2 separate regions of the Capra hircus genome follow, and region 2 is linked to region 1. Evidence: chromatin contacts called from public Hi-C data. All regions are on one chromosome and are shown on one strand. Each heading gives the region's core, a stretch centred on a gene start, on an enhancer-like site or on the middle of the called end of the contact. The rest is flanking DNA. Distances are from core to core; before and after follow the strand shown. Region 1 overlaps COL4A3 (collagen alpha-3(IV) chain). Region 2 overlaps COL4A4 (collagen alpha-4(IV) chain).

The links. A called contact is a pair of places that touch in the nucleus more often than the background predicts.
Region 2: a contact with region 1 is called in a Hi-C map of blood, with 7 times the contacts expected there. The contact joins two enhancer-like sites. A contact is called at or near these places in 3 of 5 Hi-C or Micro-C datasets (blood and liver).

Annotation. Positions count from the first base shown.
Region 1 is chr2:20,318,967-20,323,174 of ARS1.2, reverse strand. The region is part of intron 3 of COL4A3 (collagen alpha-3(IV) chain); the gene reads left to right. Among named protein-coding and RNA genes, the nearest start is that of MFF, 79 kb to the right of the region's middle. Within about 2 kb of position 2,199, at least 1 of the 5 cell types and tissues checked has an H3K27ac peak or open chromatin away from gene starts, as enhancers often do.
Region 2 is chr2:20,444,606-20,448,813 of ARS1.2, reverse strand. The region is part of intron 4 of COL4A4 (collagen alpha-4(IV) chain); the gene reads right to left. Among named protein-coding and RNA genes, the nearest start is that of COL4A4, 39 kb to the right of the region's middle. Within about 2 kb of position 2,198, at least 3 of the 5 cell types and tissues checked have an H3K27ac peak or open chromatin away from gene starts, as enhancers often do.

The DNA.
Region 1 (4,208 bases), core at 950-3,449:
GACTCTCAAGAGTCTTCTCCAGCACCACAATTTGAAGCAATTATACTCCAATTTAAAAAAAAGAGAAGACTATCGGTATCTTTCAGTCCTCAGCTCTACATCCTCCTACTTCCTGATTTAGGGGTCTCCACACCTGCATCGCAAATAGATGAGGAAACAGTGAAAACAGTGACAGACTTTAGGGGGCTCCAAAATCACTGCAGATGGTGACTGCAGCCATGAAATTAAAAGACGCTTACTTCTTGGAAGGAAAGTTATGACCAGCCTAGATAGTATATTAAAAAGCAGAGATATTACTTTGCCAACAAAGGTCTGTCTAGTCAAGGCTATGGTTTTTACAGTGGTCATGTATGGATGTGAGAGTTGGACTGTGAAGAAAGCTGAGCACCGAAGAATTGATGCTTTTGAACTATGGTGTTGGAGAAGACTCTTGAGGGTCCCTTGAACTGCAAGAGATCCAACCAGTGCATCCTAAAGGAGATCAGTCCTGGGTGTTCTTTGGAAGGACTGATGCTAAAGCTGAAACTCCAGTACTCTGGCCACCTCATGCGAAGAGTTGACTCATTGGAAAAGACTCTGATGCTGGGAGGGATTGGGGGCAGGAGGAGAAGGGGATGACAGAGGATGAGATGTTTGGATGGCATCACCGACTCGATGAACATGAATTTGAGTAAACTCAGGGAGTTGGTGATGGACAGGGAGGCCTGGTATGCTTCGATTCATGGGGTCGCAAAGAATCAGACACGACTCAGCGACTGAGCTGAACTGAACTGAACACCTGCATGGAAGAGATGATTCATTTGAAAAGACCCTGATTCTAGGAAAGACTGAAGGCAGGAGGAGAAGGAGACGACAGAGGATAAGATGGTTGGATGCTTATTACCGACTCAGTACACATGAGTCTGGGTAAACTCCAGGAGTTGGTGATGGACAGGGAGGCCTGGCGTGCTAAAATCCGTGGGGTCGCAAAGTGTCGAACACGATTGAGCAACCGAACTGAACTGAACACCTGCATTGGCCGCTGGTGAGGTGTTTTCTGCCTCCATTCAAGCCCTATTCTCTACCTGTATCCTGGTCACTGGGATTTCCACTAGAATCGCGTTCTGATGATGTGTCCTCTTTCTCAGCTGTGTCAACTTGGTTATTGGTTTTTCTCTTTCCATCTTTATGCAAAACCCATACCAGCATATAACTTCCTCTGGATCTTTCCAGCACTATAATCCAAGGACTGCCATCCTTTCCTATCTCAGACAGACTTCTTTAAAAAAAAAAAAAAGAACCAACCACACAGGCTGTGGTTCATCTCCTATTCACTCCTTAGCCAGCAACAATTTGCCTTCTGCTCCCTCCCTGAAAACCCAAGACCTCCACTTTGCACTCGACCCCCAAAAGGTCAGTGGAGAATACTCTGTGTCTTTGTCTGGCCCCGACCCCTCTGCTACGTTTCCAGCTGTGAGGCTCCCTCTTTTCTCCTTGAAACACAGGCCTTTGTTTCTGGAACCCTCCTTTCTCTTCTCTCCCCTCCCCAATGCTTTCCTTCTTTCCCTGGTTCCTGTTTCTCAGCTGGGTTCTTCAGTGTTGGGCCTCCTAAGGTTCTTACCAGAGCCCACCGCCCTTCACACTCGCCACACATTTTTATCCTAAAGTCTGTGATACAACAAAGGGCTTTGTTTAAATAAATGCCCTAGAGGATTTGCTAAATAACTGCATAACTAGATTTGCTGATGGCTCTTTTCTGCTGTGGAATTAAGCCTGGACTCAAGCCTGGACTCTCACGCACCCTCTGGGTCACTCCCCTGCCTGCTGGCTTCCCGGAAGCTATGAACTAACTAATACGTTGTGGAGGGTGATTATAATTTTTAAATTATAATTTTAAATCTTTTTAAATTTCCTAAGTGATGTTGCAGAATATTTAGGTAACATTTTATGTGAATTTGTTGCAGGAAGGGGCACCCCTTCCAAGGCTCTTGTCTAACACTCGGAAATAAACTGTGCGAGGAAACACACGAGCTGACAAAGCAAGAGGCACCGGTTGGAGAGCAGCGGAGCAAGGGAACCCAGGAGAACTGCTCCGCCCTGTGGCTTGCAGTCTCGGGTTTTATGGTGATGGGGTTAGTTTCCGGGTTGTCTCTGGCCAATCACTCTGACTCAGGGTCCTTCCTGGGGGCATACGTATTGCTCAGTCAAGATGGATTCCAGCGCGGAGGATTCTGGGAGGCGGTAGGATACATGGTGTCTCCTTTTGACCTTTCCAAACTTTCCGGTTGGTGATAGCTTACAGTTCGTGTTCCTTACCAGTCCCTCCTGTCCTAAGATAACACACAAATGGTTACCACGGTGCCTGACTAGGGTGGGCGGCTTCAGTCAGTGTGCTCCCCCTCTTCTGAGTCAGGCTCTGGGGCATTGGGACATTTCTTCTTGACTGGATTTCTTTTATTCTTCACATTGATCTCATTGGTCATGACGATGGTGACATATTATTATCTTCATCATAGAGATGAGGAAACTGACCCTCAGAACATGAAGCGATTTGTCCTGGTTACACAGCTAATAGGTGGTAAAATCAGAGTTCAAATCCAGGATTATATGACGCCAGAATCAAATTCCTACAGTCAAAGAAATTAAGCCCATTGCTACAGCCGCAAGACTTCCTGTCTTCCAGGGATTCTACTTTCCTGTATTCACGTATGCGTTCTGTTTCTTCCCTTCTCCTTTCTCTAATCCTAATGTGAGAAAAGTCCTTTCGATTCCGGATGTTTAGTGTCTGGTTTCAGACATGCTTAGTGTCTGAACATTCCGCTGCATTCCTTCAGGGCGTGCTCTCAGATTTCCCTCCATTTCCCCGGAGGTGAATTTGTCACTTCAGCCCTGGACTTAAGGTCAGCCGAATGCTAACTCACTCCTATTTGTTTTGTTTTCCGCACTCCATTCTGCTGGTCTCCTTAGCTTTTATCTAGAGAAGTCAGTAATGGATTAAAATTATGGTTGTAAACACGTGGTGCTTTGTGTGGGTTACATGATGTGTAGGTGTTCCATAACATTCATCCAGAAAACTGATAGAGTAAACCATAGCTTAGGGCGGCTGTATTGTGCTCTGTGCTGTGCTCAGTCATGTCTGACTCTTTCTGACCCCATGAAATGTAGCCCGCTAGGCTCCTCTGTCCACGGGATTTTCCTGGCAGGAATACTGGAGTGCGTTGCCGTTTCCTTACAGGCAATCTTCCCCGCCCAGGGACTGAACCCACATCTCTTGCGTCTCTTGCATTGGCAGGCAGATTCTTTACCACTGCACCACCTGGGAAGCCCGTAGCCTAAAGATACAGCCACAAATGATAATTTAACCAAAGGTAGGCAATCAGAGAATATTAAAACCTGATTAAAAAGGTGTTGCAGGTTTATAAAGGTCTTCATTCTGAATATTTTCTATATGAGACAGTTTATAATGGCGAACTGAAATCTGCAGGTCACGCTTCTGGCATCTGCAGATTACAGACAGCCCCCGGCAGAGGCGGGGGTAAGGTCACGCACCTAGGAATTCCGCTTCAGACAAGAAAGACTGACTTTGGCCTTGACAGTCCCGTCTCAGAAGTCTCTGTACCAACCCTGTCCTCAAAATAATCAGAAATACCAAAACACACTGAAACTCTCAGGAATGAAGAAAAACTTTTGGATGACAATGGAACTTTCACACCAAGTGGTTTTGTTAAAACAGTTTTGTTTGGGGCTATTCTTTAAGAAACAGGACCTCCACGTGTACTCACTGTGTGTTCAAAGCAAGTTTATCTCTGGTTCAGGCAGTTCTCGGTTTGCTATTTATTTATTTGTGCCTGCCAGGCACATTTTGTTAATAAAGTAGTTCTCATGCACAGAAATATTGCCTGCCATTCTCATCCGCCGTTGTAATTGTGTCATTCATCCTTATCAGCCCGCGGCAGCTGTCTGGCTAATGTGGGGCTTTTCCCGAAGCCCTTCTCAGACACTAATGTGAGCAAGAATCATCATCAAATCTTGTTGAAATGCAAATTCTGAATCAATAGGTCTGGGAGGTGGGGGAGACCCAGGATGGCGCATTTCTAACAAGCTCCCAGATGATGCTACTGTTGGGCCCCCCACCTTGAGCAGCAGGGGTATGAATGGATTTCTGTTTGTCCTTTCGGATACATAACTATAGCGCCAATGAAACAAGCAAGCAATTGAACCGTGTTAAC
Region 2 (4,208 bases), core at 949-3,448, 130 kb before region 1:
AAGATGGAGAAGCTCTATACAGTCAACAAAAACAAGACCAGGAGCTGACTGTAGCTCAGATCATGAGCTCCTTATTGCCAAATTCAGACTTAAATTGAAGAAAGTAGGGAAAACCACTAGACCATTCAGGTATGACCTAAATCAAATCCCTTATGATTATACAGTGGAAGTGAGAAATAGATTTAAGGGCCTAGATCTGATAGATAGAGGGCCTGATGAACTATGGACAGAGGTTCATGACATTGTACAGGAGACAGGGATCAAGACCATCTGCATGGAAAAGAAATGCAAAAAAGCAAAATGGCTGTCTGAGGAGGCCTTACAAATAGCTGTGAAAAGAAGAGAAGCAAAAAGCAAAGGAGAAAAGGAAAGATATAAGCATCTGAATGCAGAGTTCCAAAGAATAGCAAGAACAGGTAAGAAAGCCTTCCTCAGCGATCAATGCAAAGAAATAGAGGAAAACAACAGAATGGGAAAGACTAGAGATCTCTCCAAGAAAATTAGAGACACCAAGGGAACATTTCATATAAAAGAAGGGATCAATAAAAGGAAAAAAAACATGTTTAAAAGTAAAGAGTTGAGCTTACTAATTTATCAGGCAACACTAAAATTAACTTCACAATGAATAGACATAAATAAGGGGATGACAGAGGATGAGATGGTTAGACAGCATCACTGACTCAGTGGACATGAATCTGAGCAAACTCTAGGAGATGGTGAAGAACGGTGCTGCAGTCCATGGGGTTTAAAGAGTCGGATGCAACTTAGCGATTGAACAAGACAAGACACTTCTGTAACTACAGAATCATTAAATAATCACAAGAATTTTGCATCTTTAAAAAAAGGAGTTTTGGGTTTTTTTTTTAAGAAATATTCCACTCCTACCCCTGCACCTTTCACCCATGCTAGGCAATGGATCATTGCATTTCAGTCACTGTAGCGAAAAGAAAAAAATGCCCAAGGGAATGAATGGCTGGCTGTCAGAGGTAGGATCCCTGCATTTTTTCTGTTTTTTCTTTCTTTTTTTTGCTACTGTGGGTCTGGAATTGCCTCTGCGGTTTATGACCTTCAGTGAGAGACGGTGAAGTCAGAAAAAGGATTCACTGAATCCAGAAAGGACAATCGGCCTGACAGCCGAGGAAGCTCTGGCATGCCATGGGAAGCCGCCAGGCCATGGCTTTCTACCCAAAGGCCAGCCGGACGCCGAGTCATCAGACCCATTCACGCGCCTCCCCACTGCGGCTGCAGCCGCACCGGGCTCTCGGGCCAGCTGAACAAATAAAGGCTGAAGGCGATCGGAGTGGACACTGGCTCCCACGCCTGCCTGGCTCTCGGAGGCCAGAGCATTCCTTTAGGATTCCCCCTCATTAACCGTCCGTGTCAGATGCGTCTCTTGAGCTGGGCTAGGATCAAACTACCTTTATTTCACAACATTTAGTACACGAGACCAACAGAGAAGACGATATGTGCATTTTAACACCTAAATCTTCAAATCAGCCTTTTGGGCTACCACTGGTCTGCTTGCTTCTGGGAAGCAAACCCTAAGAGGAATGGAGGAACATATGTACACCCATGGCTGATTCATGTGGTGTATGGCAAAAACCACCACAATATTGGAAAGTAATTTTACTTAAAATAAATTTTTAAAAAAAGAAATCCTCCGTCTATTGAGCAGTGTGAGGACTGGGAGAAACAGCTGCAGGAAGACAACGGCAGATGCACACACAATCACACTTTTTCTGCCACTACTTCTTGCTCCTTTAGAATCGGAGAATCCGCGCAAGAACCCTGAGTGAATGGAATGAATGAACAAACAAGAAAGGTGCTTTCATTATACTGTTGTTTAGTCACTAACGTGAAAGTGAAGTCACTCAGTCGTGTCCGACTCTTTGCGACCCCATGGACTGTAGCCCACCAGGCTCCTCCATCCATGGGATTTTCCAGGTGAGAATATCGGAGTGGGTTGCCATTTCCTTAGGAGATCTACCCAACCCAGGGATTGAACCCAGGTCTCCCGTACTGTAGGCAGACACTTTACCGTCTGAGCCAGAAAGTAAAAATGAAAGTGAAGTCACTAAGCTGTGTCCAACTCTTTTGCAACCCCATGGACTGTAGCCTGCCAGGCTCCCCTGTTTTTGCTTGGAATTTTCCAGGCAAGAACACTGGAGCGGATTGTCAATTTCTTCTCCAGGGGATCTTCCGGACTCAGGGACTGAACCCACCTCTCCTGATCTCCTGCATTGGCAGGCAGATTCTTTACCACTGAGCCATCTGGAAAGCCTTTTATTACACTGTTTACACATAAATTTCCAAATCACTCTTGGCCAATAAGACCACGACATTGATCATCAAAAGTGTCGCAGGAAGGGGAAGGTATTTATTAAGCTTGGTTATGCACCTGGGGTGTCCATATATTACTTCATTTAAGCCAACCAGCAGCACTGAGGACAGTGGATTATTATTCCTATATAAATGAGGAAAGTCCACATATAACAGTGCTCATCAAATTAGTTAAAGACCTCTATTTTTCTGTTCTCAAATCTAATTTCCTAGTCCCATCCTGTATCTCTGACTGTTCTGTAGGAACTTTCTTGAATCTTCTTCCCTGTACATTCACACTCATCATGTCAGAAGCTGAGCTCACCACGCCCAGACTGGTTTTCCTGCCTTTTTCCTCCCTGACTCAGCAGACAGCAACTTGGGTTTCTTCCACCAGCTAAGCTGGGTGGTGACCCAGCTGTCAGCTTTGCTGACCCTCTATCCCTCCTTCTCCCAAGACCAAGCCTATCACTTCTTTCCCTGAATTAATTCTCAGATGTCTGTCCCTCTGGACCCTGGGTCACAGTCTGGTCATCCACGTGGGCTACCCAAGCACCAGCCTCCCCTGCTTCCCTAAGTCCAATCTCCCCCTCACTTGCACCTACCAATGTCAACTAACCCTCAGTCTTCCCTATGTTGTGTCCTTGCTTCCGTCAACACTGCAATGAGCACAGCCCATCCTCCTCCACGCCAGCAAACCATGGTCCCTAAGGGCCTGCACCCACATCCTCTGCTCCAGTCACATTTGTGCATTCTCTTTGCCTGAAGGAATAGCAGCCTTGGTATCTGAGCCCTGTAGCTCAGATTCAACCTTCCCCCAACCCAAATTATGATGACAACAATGATGACGATGCTGGGACACCCCTCACAGAGCACTCACCCCATTCTGGTCCCTGGAAAAGTACTATGCCTTCCTCGCATGGAATCCTTACATCCTTAGAGTGCAAAGTCATCCTACATCTACTTTTTCTTCCCCAAATGAGGAAGCCCAGGCTCAGAGAGATGAAGGCCACTTGGCTACCACCTGGAGAAGCAGAGTCACACCCGACTTCAAAGTTGCTGCTTCCCTTTTCACTACAGTCCTTTTCAACCTCACTCTTGTATAAACTCTCATATCCACCTTCAAACAATTAACACCCACATAAGCTTAGCACTTATTTCTCATTATTGTTTCATGCATGTTACTTTAATATCTACTTGGGGTGATGTCGTCCAGTAAGATTACTGGGACCAGGAATCTGTGTAATAAAACCACCCCCAGCCCACCTTGGCCACTGCCTTCCACGGTATAATTAAATATACACTCAAGCACTTATTTATAATCAAAATTAACAAAGAAGAGTTTGCCAGCAACCCTGTCTTTTAAATTCTTGACTGTGTTTCAAAAACTATGCCACTAGGTGGCACTATAACATCACTTAAAGCTCAACTAGGCCTCAATGTGCAGCCTAAACCCTTTAGGGGTGCCTCCAAGGTCCTTCTCTATTGCAAATGAAACAACTGCTGGAGATATAGGAGGATCATAAGATAAATAACAACAACAAAAAAGGTGTTACTCAAAGAGTAGACAGTCCAAGGAGACCGGACTGCAATGGCAAGTGTTTTCTTGTGCCTTAAGTTCACCTCATTCAATAAAGGAAAAAATTGGTCAGTTAAGTCTATAATATCACTGACTCAGGATTTTCAGCTGTTTTAAAAAAAATTTTAATGGAGGTTAAATGAATATTATTTATTTTTTCATTAATATAAGCAAGACAATAATGTGTCCTTCCAAATCATGTAAAATTCATTTATTAATGTCTTTTAATTTGATAAATAGGCTGTATTTTTGTATCATTTTTTTTCCAGTTTTTTTTGGAGGGCCATACCTCAAAGTTTGTGGGATTTTA